Regions from separate parts of the Mus musculus genome. Here region 2 is linked to region 1. A link is a contact called in public HiChIP or PLAC-seq data. All regions are on one chromosome and are shown on one strand. The core of a region is the stretch at or near the end of the contact, and the rest is flanking DNA. Distances in the headings are between cores, read along the strand shown.

Region 1 (7,242 bases), core at 3,228-5,727:
TTGGGGAAAAATACCTTTAAATTATAATTCCTTAAACTTTCCCCTGTTAAAACAGCTCTACCCCATATTATCTATGTTTTGCATTTTTAACTCTGTTAGGAGAACATCTAAGTCCACTATGTTTTAATTACGACGATGAAATACGATCGTTCCTTATCATGGGCTTTGCAAAGATTTACAAGCAGCATGAGTACATATGATAGTTTCTGGATATCTCCAAGGAGCCTGGGCAGTTATTTTCCACAGATTAATTTTACCTATTCTGCAGCCCTCCCACGTCCTACACAGAACACGCAACCACATGAGTGCCGTTCATCTGTTCCATTTTGGCATGGGGCCAACAGCTGTGAGTTTTCTTCACCCACACAGCGTCTCATTAAATTTTAAGTACTATCCAGGAAAACCAAAAGTACTTCCTCTTTTTTTTTTTTTGTAAATATTGAAGTGAAAGGTTCATCCCATCTCTAGTACTTACTAGTACTTATTGAATTAGCTAACTGGGAGTAAATACTTTTCACCCTTCAAACCAATTGTCTGGTGAATCAGGCTTGTCTCCTGGTTTGTAGAAAATTACATTTTCTTTTCTTTTTTTATTTCTTTCCTTCCATCCCTTTTGTCATAACAAGAATATCTTTTAAAGATTTTTAAAAAGAAAATCTTTGACATTGCTGATTTTAGGTCTCCCCCCATTTTTAGAATGTAACTTGATTGATGCATCAAAATAATTCGGTGCCTTCAATGAAGAATTTGAATACTTACATTTAGCATGTGTACAAAATAGGTCAAACCTTGTAAAGAAACTGTCTTATATTAATAACATCTATAACAATAAAAATGATAATAATTCAGCCGGGCAGTAGTAACACTTGCCTTTAATCCCAGAACTTGGGAAGCAGAGGCAATTGGGTCTCTGAGTTCAAGGTCAGCCTCTACAGAGTGAGATCTAGAACAGCCAGACCTGTACAGAGACACCCTGTTTTAAAAAACCAAAAAGAAAATATAATAATAATAGTAATAGTAATAACAGAATTTAAACAAAGTCACATGACGTGGCATGTCCTATGATAATTTATTGTTCACTAAAGCACTTGAATAGAAACAGAAAGCATAAAAACATTTCATTGGCTCATCAAGATCCTGCCTATGAAGCCAGTTCATAGTTTCCATATGTCCCATCTGCCTACAGCAAAAACATTGCTGAAGCATGAGCCATAGAATTCAAAGTCAACTTTATCCTTGACCAAGGACATGACTCAGACACCACAAGCGTGGAAGTTTCCAAGGAGTCTCTCTGGTCAACTAATCCACTGATGTCTTCTTGGGAGTTGAATTGGATTTTACAGCAAATCTCTTTTGTCCCTTTGCTTAGAACAAGGTGTTCCAAATGCATTAGCCATAATGCAGTTAACTAGTTCTCATAGGAGGCCTTTGATGGTTACATGGATTTGCCCATGGGGACCAAGTGAGGATTTGAGCCTTGGTTCTCATCCTTTACATTAATCTTCTCTCTACAGTAATTTAAGATGTATCCCAGAAAAAGAATTAGTGACTATAACAGAATATGCAGAGAGGAGAGAGGAGCGGGTCCACTTCCTGTACTCTGATGCTCTGTCATCACATGGTGCAAAGCAACAAGATCATTTGAATATGAAATTGTCCAGATTCTTTCTTCACTTCCCAATGTGAGCAGTTCAGTAGAGAACTTGGAAGACGTGAATGGGAAGTGTTTTAACCTAAAATTTATTTTTTCCAACAGACAATGCTTATAAATGTGATATATTACCCAGTGGACAGATACAGGCTTACAGTGAGGGATTTGGGTTTTAACCACCAATTTTGGTAAGCAGTCCTGTGTCTTTCCAATTTTCAACCCTCTAGACACTGTCTTCATTTATAACATAGAGTTACTATGTTTTCCAAAAATTTCCCCAGGGAATCAGAAAAATTAAATGAGTTCATCTCTGCTAAAGTACTTTTAACTCCAGTAATACCTTTTTTTCTCCTCTAATAATAAAAAGTAAATGGTACTATTTCTCTGTAAACATTGGAAAAATATGGTGGTGTTATATTTAATCCCTAATTTTTTCTTTAACTTAAAAGTTTATGTGGCTTTTATGAAGCCACCTGCTAACTTTGTAATTTTTATGTGATCGATTAGTTATGTCCCTGATCACCCTATTAATATTTTTGATCACTAGCTAGCTACCTTATTTAAAAAAAAAAACAAATCAAAATTAAAAATCAGAAATCAATCTACACGTAAAAGATAGTTTCCTTCATCCTGGACTTCCAGTGATTTTATATAATTAGTGTCTACATATTTGTGTAGGTCATGCTCTATTATATATTGTTAAGAGATTCATCATTATACAAATAAAACTCTTGGATATCAAGTCACAGTAATATGTTACTGTAACTTAAATTTGGTAAATGAAATGTTAATAATTGCCTGTAGAACTCTATGATAGGTCCTTTTAAAACATTGATAATAACACAAGGCAGATATAAGCTTAGCATGTGTGAAGACATGAAATTGCTAAGCAACTAAGCTCTGCAAGGGAGCAAATATGTTCCAAATAGCACAGTGCTGACTTCTAAGGCAATTAGAATTTAAAGGGAAAGACAGGACTAGAAGTAGAGAAGCATTTACGCATGTAGCTCTTGTGTACAGAGTTCTTCCAGTATACTAGGTTACCTTTGAACAGGCAGGAAAAAAATCTTTTCTCTTCTTCCCTTTCCTTTATTGTTGACATACCAAAAAATGTTTCAGTATAGCATTTTTAAACAATTTACCTTTGTCACTTCTCCTTCCTGTCCCTTCTCTCTCCTCCTTCCCCATATTCTGTCTTCTACCCGAGTAGCACCTTTCTTCTTTCATAACACATCTACCCTTACCCTGACCCCTGCCCTTTCTTACTCCTCTTGATCCCATGATCTTCTACCTAGTTTTGTAGCGTATACCCATCCTTATGCCTTCTTATAAATACACACACAAACACTAAAAGTTAGGATCTGGATATGAGGATGAAGATGGTGATGTGCCTCCCCAGAATAGCACCTCCACTGCACGAAGTGAAACAAACATAAAAAACAAACAAACAAAAAACCAACAACAACAACAACAACAACACAAAAATAGAAACAAAAGAAAACAAAAACCTCTGTTCAGTAGTGCATCTAGGTACATGTTCTATAAGCTGAGCAGGAATCTTTGGGTAGTGTGAAAGCTAAGAAGGAGCCAGAGTAACTTTGAGAACCAGGAAGATAAAACCATGAACACAAGAATATGCTTAGCTACACATGATAGGGAAACCCAGGGGCTAAGTAAGATACAAAGAAAGAGTCAGCCATACTAGCTTAAGGCTAAAGTTTCACAAAATACTGTCAGGATGGTAGCAGTGGTGATATCTACACTATTTATCAGTAGATGACTTGACATAAACAGGCATGATGAGAATCCATTGGAGTTTTAGAACATTGTAAATGCCATGCTGATTCCACTTGCAGGAGAGTGTTCTCTTATAGGGAACTTCTCTGTTCTTGGGTGCCATCATATTTATCAGAAACAGAAGTTGTGAGAGAAATTGATGGGACTCTTAAGAATATAGACACTGAGTTCTTCAGACGCCCACGTCTTCAGTTTTTTCTTCTGTGCAGAGAATCCTAGCACTCTTAGTATTTGTGAATGTATTTAGATTTTGACTTCCTAGTATAGTCTGAAAAAAAGTCCTGTAGGGACCAATGTAAGTGCAGTTCTGTCTAGAATTAGAACATTGGCTAAACTCTCTCTACATACACGTCTCTTGCATCAGCTAGCAACAATGTGTGTTGATTAGGTTCCCACGAGGCAGGCCTGAGTTCATGCTGAGCATCCAGGGATGAACAAAACCACACTGACCTCTTCCTTCAGGAGACAAGGGCCAGTGAACATAATACCCATGTTTCAAGCCATCGATTTAATAATCAATTATTGATGCACCAAGTACTATGAAGACATTAGGACCTAAGATTATGTCTAGGTCCTTAAGGAATAAAAGACGAAGGTTTTGTAGAGGGACAGAAAGTATGAAGCTACCACCTTCAGACTGTCTATGTTAAATAAAAATGCAGTTTCAAAATATTTCGACTTAATAATTTAGAAGAAACCCATTTAGATGTCTCATCATCAAACAGGTCTGTTAGCACAGAAAGAATGAGATAGTGCCTCAGAGCCTTCGAAGGGAAGACTGACAGACCACAGATGAGCAGCCAGTATGTCATGTGTCACTGTAACATGGCGAGGTCCTTTGCCTTGACTTAAGGATGCCTCGAGTTGTATAAACGCTGGTGAGTGTTATAGTCTCGGAGTAAGCATTTCACTGGAAACAGTACAAGCTTAGTGTTTGGTAAGGCCTAAGGCTCTGGCAAGGAGAGATGTGTTCCTAAACATGCCACACTCACTGTTAGTGAGGAAGCACGTGTGAGAGCCAGTGTGTGATTTGTACTTTACCTCAGTATTGACTCATGAGACCTATGAGGCCGCTATATGTATTCTGTTATCTCATGGACTAGAAGTTAGTCCCAGGGTCATAATAAAAGAAGGGGGAGGCATATGCCAGCTGAGCAGTAATGGGAGGTATAGGCTAAATCTGAAAGAAACATTATTGGAATGTTTTCTATTTAGTATTTTTCTTTAATGATGTTAAGAAGGGCATCCTCTTGAGGAAACAAATGGCTTTTGCAGATGACACTGTAAAGGACACTAAAACACAAATTAGAAAAACACATATAAGCCTCAAGTATTTTCACTTAAAGGCTGATAACAGAATAAGATTCATCTTCGAAAAATGCAGACTAATAGTAACAATACATTTGGGAAAAGAAAAATAATCTACAATGCAGATACTCAGCCAGTGAGTAGGCGAGCTCTGGCTGGAATACCAAGCCAGCTACAGGGTGAACAATGTCTGTGTTTGCAATGTGATACTACAGCAAAGCAACCCAGAAGTCTGAGTGCGGCATCCATGGGCAATCCAGAGAAACAGCAGGAGGCTTTGACAGCAAGCAGAACAAGTCACTATTTCCCAGAATGGGTTTGTTGACATTTTCATAACTTTATGTTTGTAAATATCAACACCAAGTAGATAGATAAGTTCACATGTTTTACAGTGTAAAAGGAGATGCCACAGTTAGTACTAAAGAAGAAGACATGTTATTCTTCCTGACAGGGTATTTTAAAAACTGGCCAAATGTTTCATTGCGGAGTGATGACTAATGAGTAGAATACTGGCCATCAGGTTTCTTCCCTCCACTGTTCTCCAGGGACAAAGATGAAACCAGGAAACAAAGGAAGGAAGATGTCTAAAGATGGCTTACAAGTTGACTGTAACTGATAAATAGTTTATAAAATTGGCCAGAACCCTATAGAACCAGATCTTTCTTGGGAATTTGTAAATATCTTTGAGTATGTCTAGAGTGTTCATAAACTGATTCTCAAAACACATGCATCTATGAATGAATCCTTAGTAAATGTGCTGGATCATTTGTGGAGTATTATCACTATTCAACTGCTTTTCATAAGGATTCAACTATGTTTATTAATTTAATGAGTGATTTATAATTGCTATTTCTCCTGGTTGGAAAGATTATAGAAAATTGTTAGGGATTACTAACTGCTAACATTCATGCACCTTATAACCACAGTAAAGCTCTGGACCTCACATGGAAGGACAAGGCTACATTAATCATAACTGGACTCTAAGCTAAAGCAACTCTGGGCATTCCTTAGAATTTATCTTAACATAGACTTAAAAATGAAATGATCTCCTAAGGCACTATGTAAAATTAAGAACGCATAGTGTTATAATAAGTGTCATTTTTAAGGCTAGTGTACCTTTGAGAAATTTTAGTATTTTTGTTACTACTGTAAGACAAAAGTCTTGATTAGAACACAGTTCTGTTTTATTGGATCCTAGGTAATCTGGTGTTTAAATAACAAAATTTAGCTGTTAGGTCATCGGCTTTCTCATAAATGATCATAGTCCTTTCTCTTTTCCATGACAAACAGTGCTAAAGGTTTCTACTTGGCGGAGGAAATCCCCAGGTACTGGTACTTGTTATTAGATTTTTATTTATTTATTTATTTTTTGAAATCCACACAGGGAATTTTATTTTAAACTCTAAAGGTAAAAAGTAGATGTTAAGATTAACTTGTTTTGACAAGTCCGTTTACTTGTGGGAGTTTTAGGTACTCAGTTCAGTATCAGACATTGCACATAGAATTAGACATCATCCAGGCTCTGGGTTAGGCAGGAGAGATACAGAATGGTACTATATGACTACAATTCACACCCACCACACACAGCACAGTTAAAGAGGTCTGGACCAGGCATGGGACAAGGCACAAGGAAAGAACCAGGGAAGGAGTCCCTTGCAGAGGAAGGAGGTGGAGGCAGCCAATGGGAGAGGGATGTACAAAGAAAGAAAAGCTGAATTTTCATCCCATTAACAGTAGCTGTAACTAGAACAAAGATCATTATGTTATAGTGTTATTGGATCCAAATATTTTGTATGATTACATAGCAGATAACACAACATCCCACAGTGATAATCTCTGATGATACTCACGAGGTTCATAGTGATTAGATGATGGATAGGAGAGTGTTTTTAACCCCATTTTTATAGTTGGCATATGCCCTTTAATCACAGCTCTGGCATTTAAAATGCCGAAATCATAATTTCCTAATAAATACCTTCCTTCTCTCAAGTAACTCTTGACTCCTTAGCTATTTATTCATGCCATAACCTTTAAATATAAACAATATGAGCAAGTCTTACCTCAGCTCTCCCCTCTATCCCCTGATCTGCCTGTCTCTCTGTCTCTCTGTTTCTTCTTCTCTCTATCTCTGTCTCTCTCTCACACACACACAAGAGAATTCATATAGTGCCATATTAATTATAGAAAACAAATAAATTATGATGTGCTCAATATGAAATTTTAATTTTTATCAAAGCAAACAGAATGAGATGATCACTGTGAATGGATATGTAATTCTGGAATGAAGCATAGAAATGTCTTGTGGGATTATGGTCCCGATTTCACGAACAAATAAAAGTATGTTCTCTTCAGAAGGGATTTGGTAAGCTAAGCTACATGAAGTTTTGTTGTTGTTTTCAAATATCTATCTAGGCATTCTTATTGAAGCATGTAGGATGACGACTTTATAGAAATACCCTTACCTTATTATAGGTCAGTTCTTGTAT
Region 2 (7,242 bases), core at 2,503-5,002, 110 kb after region 1:
TCTTTATTTCCTTTTCAAAAAGAGGCCAGGAGCTGTATGAAATGCTTATCTCGGGCATGTCAGAATCCTCTAACCATGTTGGCAAAGGATGTGGGTGAAGTCAGCTGAAGGTTCTGGCAGGTATAAAGGAGGGGGATAAGGGGTAGAATGTATTTTCTCACCATGGGACGATCTGCACTCCTCTAGTATCTAAGAAATCACTTTAGATCAAGCCTAGATGGAACTCGTCTGGGTCACTCCCCATGAAAAACTCAGCATCTCAGCTATATATGGATAGAACCAAACCAGTTCAGCAATTTCTATTAGGACCAACACTGGAGAAGGCTGGCTAAGAAAGGAGTCTCTAGAAGAGTCTACTTGGGACTTGGGGATAGAGTTGTGGATCATTTTTAACAGGTTACACCCACCTTTGAGTGAGAAGTCATTTGAAAAAGTCCCATTTGGATGTCCCAGGAAAGGTTTTGAAGAACTATGATGAAGGCAGTCAATCCCTATGAAATTTAATTTATAGTTTAATTCATAGGAAGCAGACTGAACCAGAGCACAGCTCACACATGGAGTTTCAAGGGACAAGTATTATGTCCAGGAGTTCTTAAATCTTGGTTCACAGTGAAAACTCTTCTCTTCCGCCTTCATAAATCAAAGCCATTTTTAATACAGACTGAACATATTTAACCCCAAAAAACTAAAGCCCCAAACTGACATGCTTCCACAAAAGAAAAATTCTACACCTGGCTTCCATGATAGACTATGTCTAGAAGATAAAAATATTGTTTAAAATTAACTTCAGCTTTTGTGGAAAAGTGTATATGAAACAGAAATGAATTTCATGTTTACTTGGGATTCCATTACCAGATTTGGTTTTATAAAATTTATTTTTATGAATTCTTGAGAATTTCAAACATTTTTTCATCGGTGCTCCACTAAGTCTTCCTAGATCTATGCCTCCTTCCCTACCCACTCAACTTTGCGGGTTCCCCCGGATAAAGGTTAATTTGGCTATCCAGATATTCTTGGGTGTGTGTCCTCCCACTGGAGTTTGGTTAAGTTGCAGGGATTGCAGGGATTACACTCTTAGAAGAAACTAACCCTCCGTTATCCTAGCAGCAGACAATCGCCAATACTTTCTCACTAGGAGTAGGGCTCTTCCCTTCCCTCTTCGTGCTGGAATTTGGTTGGGTTTAGCTTGCACAAGTCTTGTGCTTGCTGTGAGTTCATAGGTGCAGAGGCCCCACTATATGGTGAAGATAATGTTACCTCATAGTCATTTACAACCTCTGGCTCCTACATTCTTTCTGTCCATTCTTCTACAATTATCTTCCAAGCCTATGAAGGAAAGTGTATGGTATATGCCCTATTTAAGGAAGAGCATCCTTCAGCCTTTTCTATGAACCTTTGTATTATTGCCATATATTGCAAATGGAAGCTTCTCTGGCAAGCAATAAGAGATATATTAATCTATGAGTATAACAATATGTCCTTGGAACTTGGCTTAATACTATGTTCATTTAGCAGAATAATGGCACAAGGTCCCATCTGTCTGATCTGTGTAGTCATAGGTTCTTGGCTTGCTAATATACCAGGTATGGAGCAGGCCTTATTTCTAGTCAGAAAGTGGTTGGTTACTCCCATAACATTTATGCCACCATTGCACTGGGTAGCATGCCTTACCAGCCAGTCTTGATTGTAGCACACAGACTTCACAGCTGACTAAAGCTGATGATTACTCTCTCCTCAGGTTGTGTATGAAGCACGCCCAAGAACTAGGGAAGTTAGCCAGTCAAGTTAGAGCCTCCAAGTCAGTGGCAGCTTCATTGTCCCCAAGTATCTGTGATCTAACTCTATGGTGTCTTTAGTAACCGTCATGTTTTGTAAGGTGACCAAGAGCCTTGCAATAGCCTGGGGATGTTTAGGGGCATGGCCTTTATATATATATATATATATATATATATATATATATATATATATATATATATTCAAAATCAAAAAAGAGGATTCCTATTTCCAGTAATCTTGGATAATGGATGCTCAACTTAAACTGAATATATGGAGAAAAAAAATCGTGTCCCAATTTTACAAAAGACTGTGTAAAATGGTAGTAAGAGAAGCAGGGTGTTTGTTTGATTATTTGTTTGTTTGTTTGTTTTGCTTTGTTTTTTTTTTTTGTAAAATTTACTTTAATATAGTAGTTCATATCACCTAAATAGCACCCTATAGTGCACTTGACATTGAGAAAGCATCTGAAGTCAGACATTTATTGTATGAAGTCAAAGGCAAGAGGAAGGGCTCGTGGTTAGGAGCAAAGGTGAGGGACATGGGGGGTGGTGTGTGTGCCATGAACAGAATCAGAAGAATGCAGACAAAATAGTCACCAGGAAGTCATGAGTATAGGACAGAGAAAGGCTTAGAAGTCACAGTTGTGCATATTGGGGTCAGAGAGGAGCCTGCATTGCCCACCCCTCCTGGTAACTATAGCAACTGTCCTGAAACTGAGACTAATGGAGCAAACACAGCAGAGAACAGACAGAAGCTCAAGATGGGTGAAGTATTCCCAAGATGTCCAAACTCTGAAATGTGAGTTTAGGTCTAGATACATTCCATCTTCAAGTCCTGAACAGTCAGGATTTATTGAAATAATTTCATTTTAATTGTTAATTTTTAATTACATTTTAATTTTCAGTATAGGATCAAAGAATGCTACAAAGAAATATCCACTGAGGTTTCATGGAAACCTTACCCACCCCCACCCCCCACACCAGGGATTCTGGATGGGATTTTTTTTTTCTGTAAACAAATGACTTCATTTCTGGGTCTTTATAGAGAACATTAGGAATGCATGAGGAGACTGAGAGATGAACACATATTTTTATGATGTTTTCAAAAGTAGTGGAAAGATCATTTCTGAAACCTATTATTCGATAAGTTTGTGGTGGGTTTCTTAGTAAATTCTTAAAATGGTTTTTCTGTTTGGCCTCCTTTTGCAACGCTGGGCATCAGTCCCCAGGTTATATGCTAGGAAGAGCTTTAACCCTTAGCCATATCGCTTGCCCTTGGTTATTTGAGAGAGTGTCTTACTATGTAACACAGAATGGCCTCCAATTCTCAATCCACTTACCAGAATGAGCAAGCTGGAATACCTATTTATTTATGTCTTTGGGAGAATTTCTTGTTTTTAAAATAATTAAATTGATTTTTAAGTTAACATAATAAAACTAATGGGCTTCACCATGACATTTCAGTGTGGCTATGTCATAATATTTCATTTGATTTCATTTCCTTCCCTGTCCGTACTCTGGCGGTTTCTCTCCTGGCCCCCCAAAATGCTCTGCTCATTTTTGCTTCCTGTCACCTGTATTCTACTGCCTTGAAATGGAATTTCTTAAGTGATAAATACAACTGACTTGGGCCGGTTCTACATCTGGGTTGCCTCAGGCTGTTTGAAAGTTTCCTCCATTGAGCATCTGTTGACAAATTGGTTTTAACTGTAGTTGAGTTTCTGAGCTAATAGCCTGTACCATGAGGTTAATGAATTGGAATCAGAACAGAAGGTGTTCCTTGTTGTTGGAAGACGAGAGCAAACCTACCAAGACGGATTGCAATTCTTTTAAAAGACTTGTACTGTGGAAGTTCAGGATGAGAAAAATGTGTTTTTAATAGCAATAATTGTGAAAAAGACTGGAATTCTAGTCGACAACTCAGTATGATTCATACGTGGGAAAACACAGGCTAAGTTGGGATGGAATGTGTTTATCACAAGAAAGGATAGAGCCCCACCCCACCCCTGTGTACTGTCAAGTCTACCTGGTGAGTTCGGAATCAGCTTTGTTCCCAATTTTCAGTAGGCACTGGCAAACCATTAGTCATTCATACAAAGATGAGATTATTGGCGGGGGGTGGGGGGGTGGGGGTGGGGGCAGTTTTAAAAAAGGAATGCTGGGACTTCTAGGTTGGTCAGCTTGTCATTCATATAGGAAAACCACGTGTGATCAGAGCTGTGGTTTTCATGAGACAGCAGATATCATTGTAAATTAATTGAAGGAAAATGCATATTAGGCACAAGGGTCAAAGATCACCTTTCAGTCAGTTAATTGATGTGAGTGTTTGAAATATGAGGAGGAAATAGGAAAGGGCAATACAGAGTTGGTACAGAAAGTTTCTAGTTTAATGAAGCAAATAGGCAGTATTTATGGTGTGTGTTAATTTCCAGGAATCCATTTCTCTCTGCTGCATGCCTTCTTAACTGAAAGAAGCCAAGTAACACTTGTCTGTGTAAATCTCTAGGGGAACCAGGTCAGTACAGTACTCAGAATACCAATGCTCTCAAAGCCCTAAAATTGAATTACTTATTGTATTTGGCCAGAAAAGATTTTTTGGCCAATGTGAGAGCCCTTGAGAGATACTCACCTCACATGGATAAAAATGTGCATAAAAGAATGAAAAGAAACACTAAAGAGGCACAAAGACAGCTGGACTAGGATGGAATGGCATAGAGATTTGAACTGATGGAACGGCCTGCAGGTCAAATGCTTTAGAGAACCGTCCTTGAGACAAACATGATGGCCTGAGTGGAAGAGGGGAGACCTATCTTTCAAGCAAGATGACTGTTGTGCCAAGAGACAACACAGGAGTTGTCAGAAGCCAAGTGGCAGACTAATTTAAAATAAATGGTGCAGAGATGGGTTGTAAGGTGAAACAAAGGAAGGTTTTAGTGGGGCAAGCAGGAGGTTTAAGGAACACAAGGGCACGGAAGAGACACCTAAACACAAGGGCACCCTTGCTTTGTTATTTTAAAAAAGTATTTTTATTTAGATTATTTTATTTATTTACATTCCAGTTGTTTTCCCCTTCAGTCCCCCTCCCGTAGGTTCTCATCCCAATCCTCCTCCCCCTTGCCTCCTAGAGAGTGCTCCCTTCCCCACCAGGCCTTCCCTGGGGTCTCAAGTAAACAGATCTCCAACTAAGGCCAGACCAGGCAGACCTCTGCTACATATGGGCCAGGGGCCTTGGACCAGCCAATGTTTGCTCCTGGTTGGTCACTCCGTCTCTGGAAGCTCTCTGGAGTCTGGGTTAGTTGAGATTGCTGGTCTTCCTATGGGGTCATTCTCCTTTTAAGCTCCTTCAATCTTCCCCCTAATTCAACCTTAGGGGTCCCCGACTTCAGTCCAATGATGAAGCAGTTTTGCTTTGAGCATTCTCCCTCCATTGGGAGGAATGAAAGTCAATAAGGAGCTCTGAGAAGGTATGTATAGGTACCAGAAGCTGAAGGGAAAATAAAGAGCTACTTCTAGATTCTATGACTCATACCATAAAAAAATAAATAAATAGAATAGCATAAAAATATATAGAAAAGTTTTAGTAAAGTCCAAGTGTGGCTTGTTTGTGGCTAGTCTCTTGCAATGATAGTGGACATGGGAAAGGAAGAACAGATGTGAAATGCACAGAAGAGTCTGGCCACACAGGGCTTGAGTGTTGGATGAGATAGAGGGACTGATGTTTGGGGATAGGCATGGGTGCATGCCTGTAATCCCAGCACTCCAGAGTTGGAGGCAGGAGGTTCATGAGTTTGGGGCTAGTATGGGCTGCAAAGCAAGACCCTGTTTCAGAAACCTGAAAATTGAAAGCGCATCTTGATTGTATTTTGTCCTCTGGTTATAGAAATTCTAGTGGAAAGTGCACATTTGGGTTGGATCTAGGCATCTTCTAAGGGGTAGCTTATATAGCGAGGTGACTGAGCTTTCTGTCTCTGCTTTGTACAGGCAGGGGAAGAGAAAAAGGGTTGGAAGGATCCTGTTGCACATTATGGAGATGAAATTGATATTTATTGCCTCTCTTAAGAGTCAGGGATGTGTGCAGCATTTAAAAAATATTATTTAAACTATAACAACCCATATAAAAATAATAAACTTAAAAGGGGAGAAAAAAGTCATACATATGAATATTGCTGACTGTCTTGGTTGCTATAGTCTATGATAAAGCCCCTTTCCTGTAGATAAACAAACTCCTTGTGTGGAAGTCTGTGCCTTCTAAGACAAGGAGAGTGTTCAAGATAAAGAATGGGGAGCCTTCAGAGGAAGGCCTACTCTAGGAATGTGATCTGGGCATGAAAACTGTCAAGGTTAGACCCCGGGATCAAAGAGTATTTGCTCACACAGTAGACAGGGTCAGGGGGTCCTGTGGTCTCCGCCCTCTGTGACGATAGTGCCCTTATCACTTTGCTTTGCCTCTAAAACAGGGCACACAGGCCAGGTGAAAGGAGAGCCAGGAGTGCAGCGAACACTTGCTTCCTGCTTTGAGCCTCACCAGCCCCCACCCCAATATTGTGAGTCTTTGCCAGAAGCATAAGGATCCAGGGATCAGTTATCACACAGACTCTACATCCTGCAGACAAATTGGGCTAGCATCTACTGTAAACCCACCCATTATCAACTTGGAGAGCTGATTTATTTGGTCTTAATATACTTCATCGTTCCCATTGCTTTCAAAGAGACAGGGCTACTATAGCCTGTAGCCCTCTCAGGACCCACATGGAAGTTTTGGTAAGGCAGGGGTTTAGCCTCTCAGAGATGGAACACTTGGAAGAAAAGTATAACTGCTTCCAGAGCTTGCTAAAAAAATAAATGTAGCTAAATCCTTCCATGCTGGGTAGATTTAGCTGCATATCCCCCGGGACCAATATTTCTTAGGAGGGTTCTTCTCTTGAAATCCTCGTGAATATTTGAAAAGAGGTCCCTGCCGAGAAAAAACTACCTCAGTCTTTAAGCACAAGAGCCTCTGAATCATGCTGCAGGTTCTAGTGTGAACGCTATGCTAATGCAGTCTCATGAACTACTGCAAAATTGCATTAAGTCTGGGAAATTCAAATTTATGACTTTAGCCATAGTCCTAACTTGTCTGATTCTGATGTGCTTTGTGGTTTTTTTTTTTTTATGTTGTGTTGCCAGAAAAATTTATGCATTGTTGTGGTTCATGAGTGAGTTATGGATACTATGGGAAAGTTAATTGCGCATTTCTTGACTTCTGTGTGTTCAAAGGGACAGGGTTTCGGAATCCACTCCTTGAATATCAAGCCAGTCCAACTGATGTGGTCAAATCTGTACTAGAGCACTGGAAACCAGTGACTGGGCCTTCCTTTAAGCTGTTCCTGGACCAACTGTCTGAGGGGGTAAAACTGACACATAGGATAGCAAATGTCCTACCTCACGTAGAGATATTCAGCCCAGCTGACAAAGTTAAAGTAATGAG

The links. HiChIP or PLAC-seq counts read pairs in DNA pulled down with a chosen protein or histone mark.
Region 2: a contact with region 1 is called in an H3K27ac HiChIP or PLAC-seq map of embryonic fibroblasts, with 13 read pairs. The contact joins two enhancer-like sites. A contact is called at or near these places in 1 of 15 datasets of contacts at CTCF or cohesin (the NIH/3T3 cell line), 3 of 484 Hi-C or Micro-C datasets (embryonic fibroblasts, embryonic stem cells and nephron progenitors), 2 of 115 datasets of contacts at active chromatin or transcription factors (embryonic fibroblasts and embryonic stem cells) and 1 of 9 other capture datasets (adipose tissue).

The regions. Positions count from the first base shown.
Region 1 is chr8:31,840,071-31,847,312 of GRCm38.p6, reverse strand. The region is part of intron 2 of Nrg1 (neuregulin 1); the gene reads left to right. Among named protein-coding and RNA genes, the nearest start is that of Nrg1, 75 kb to the left of the region's middle. Within about 2 kb of position 4,477, at least 32 of the 459 cell types and tissues checked have an H3K27ac peak or open chromatin away from gene starts, as enhancers often do. A contact at or near this core is called in the NIH/3T3 cell line and embryonic fibroblasts, where this site is marked.
Region 2 is chr8:31,724,406-31,731,647 of GRCm38.p6, reverse strand. No RefSeq gene overlaps it. Among named protein-coding and RNA genes, the nearest start is that of Nrg1, 190 kb to the left of the region's middle. Within about 2 kb of position 3,752, at least 19 of the 459 cell types and tissues checked have an H3K27ac peak or open chromatin away from gene starts, as enhancers often do. A contact at or near this core is called in the NIH/3T3 cell line and embryonic fibroblasts, where this site is marked.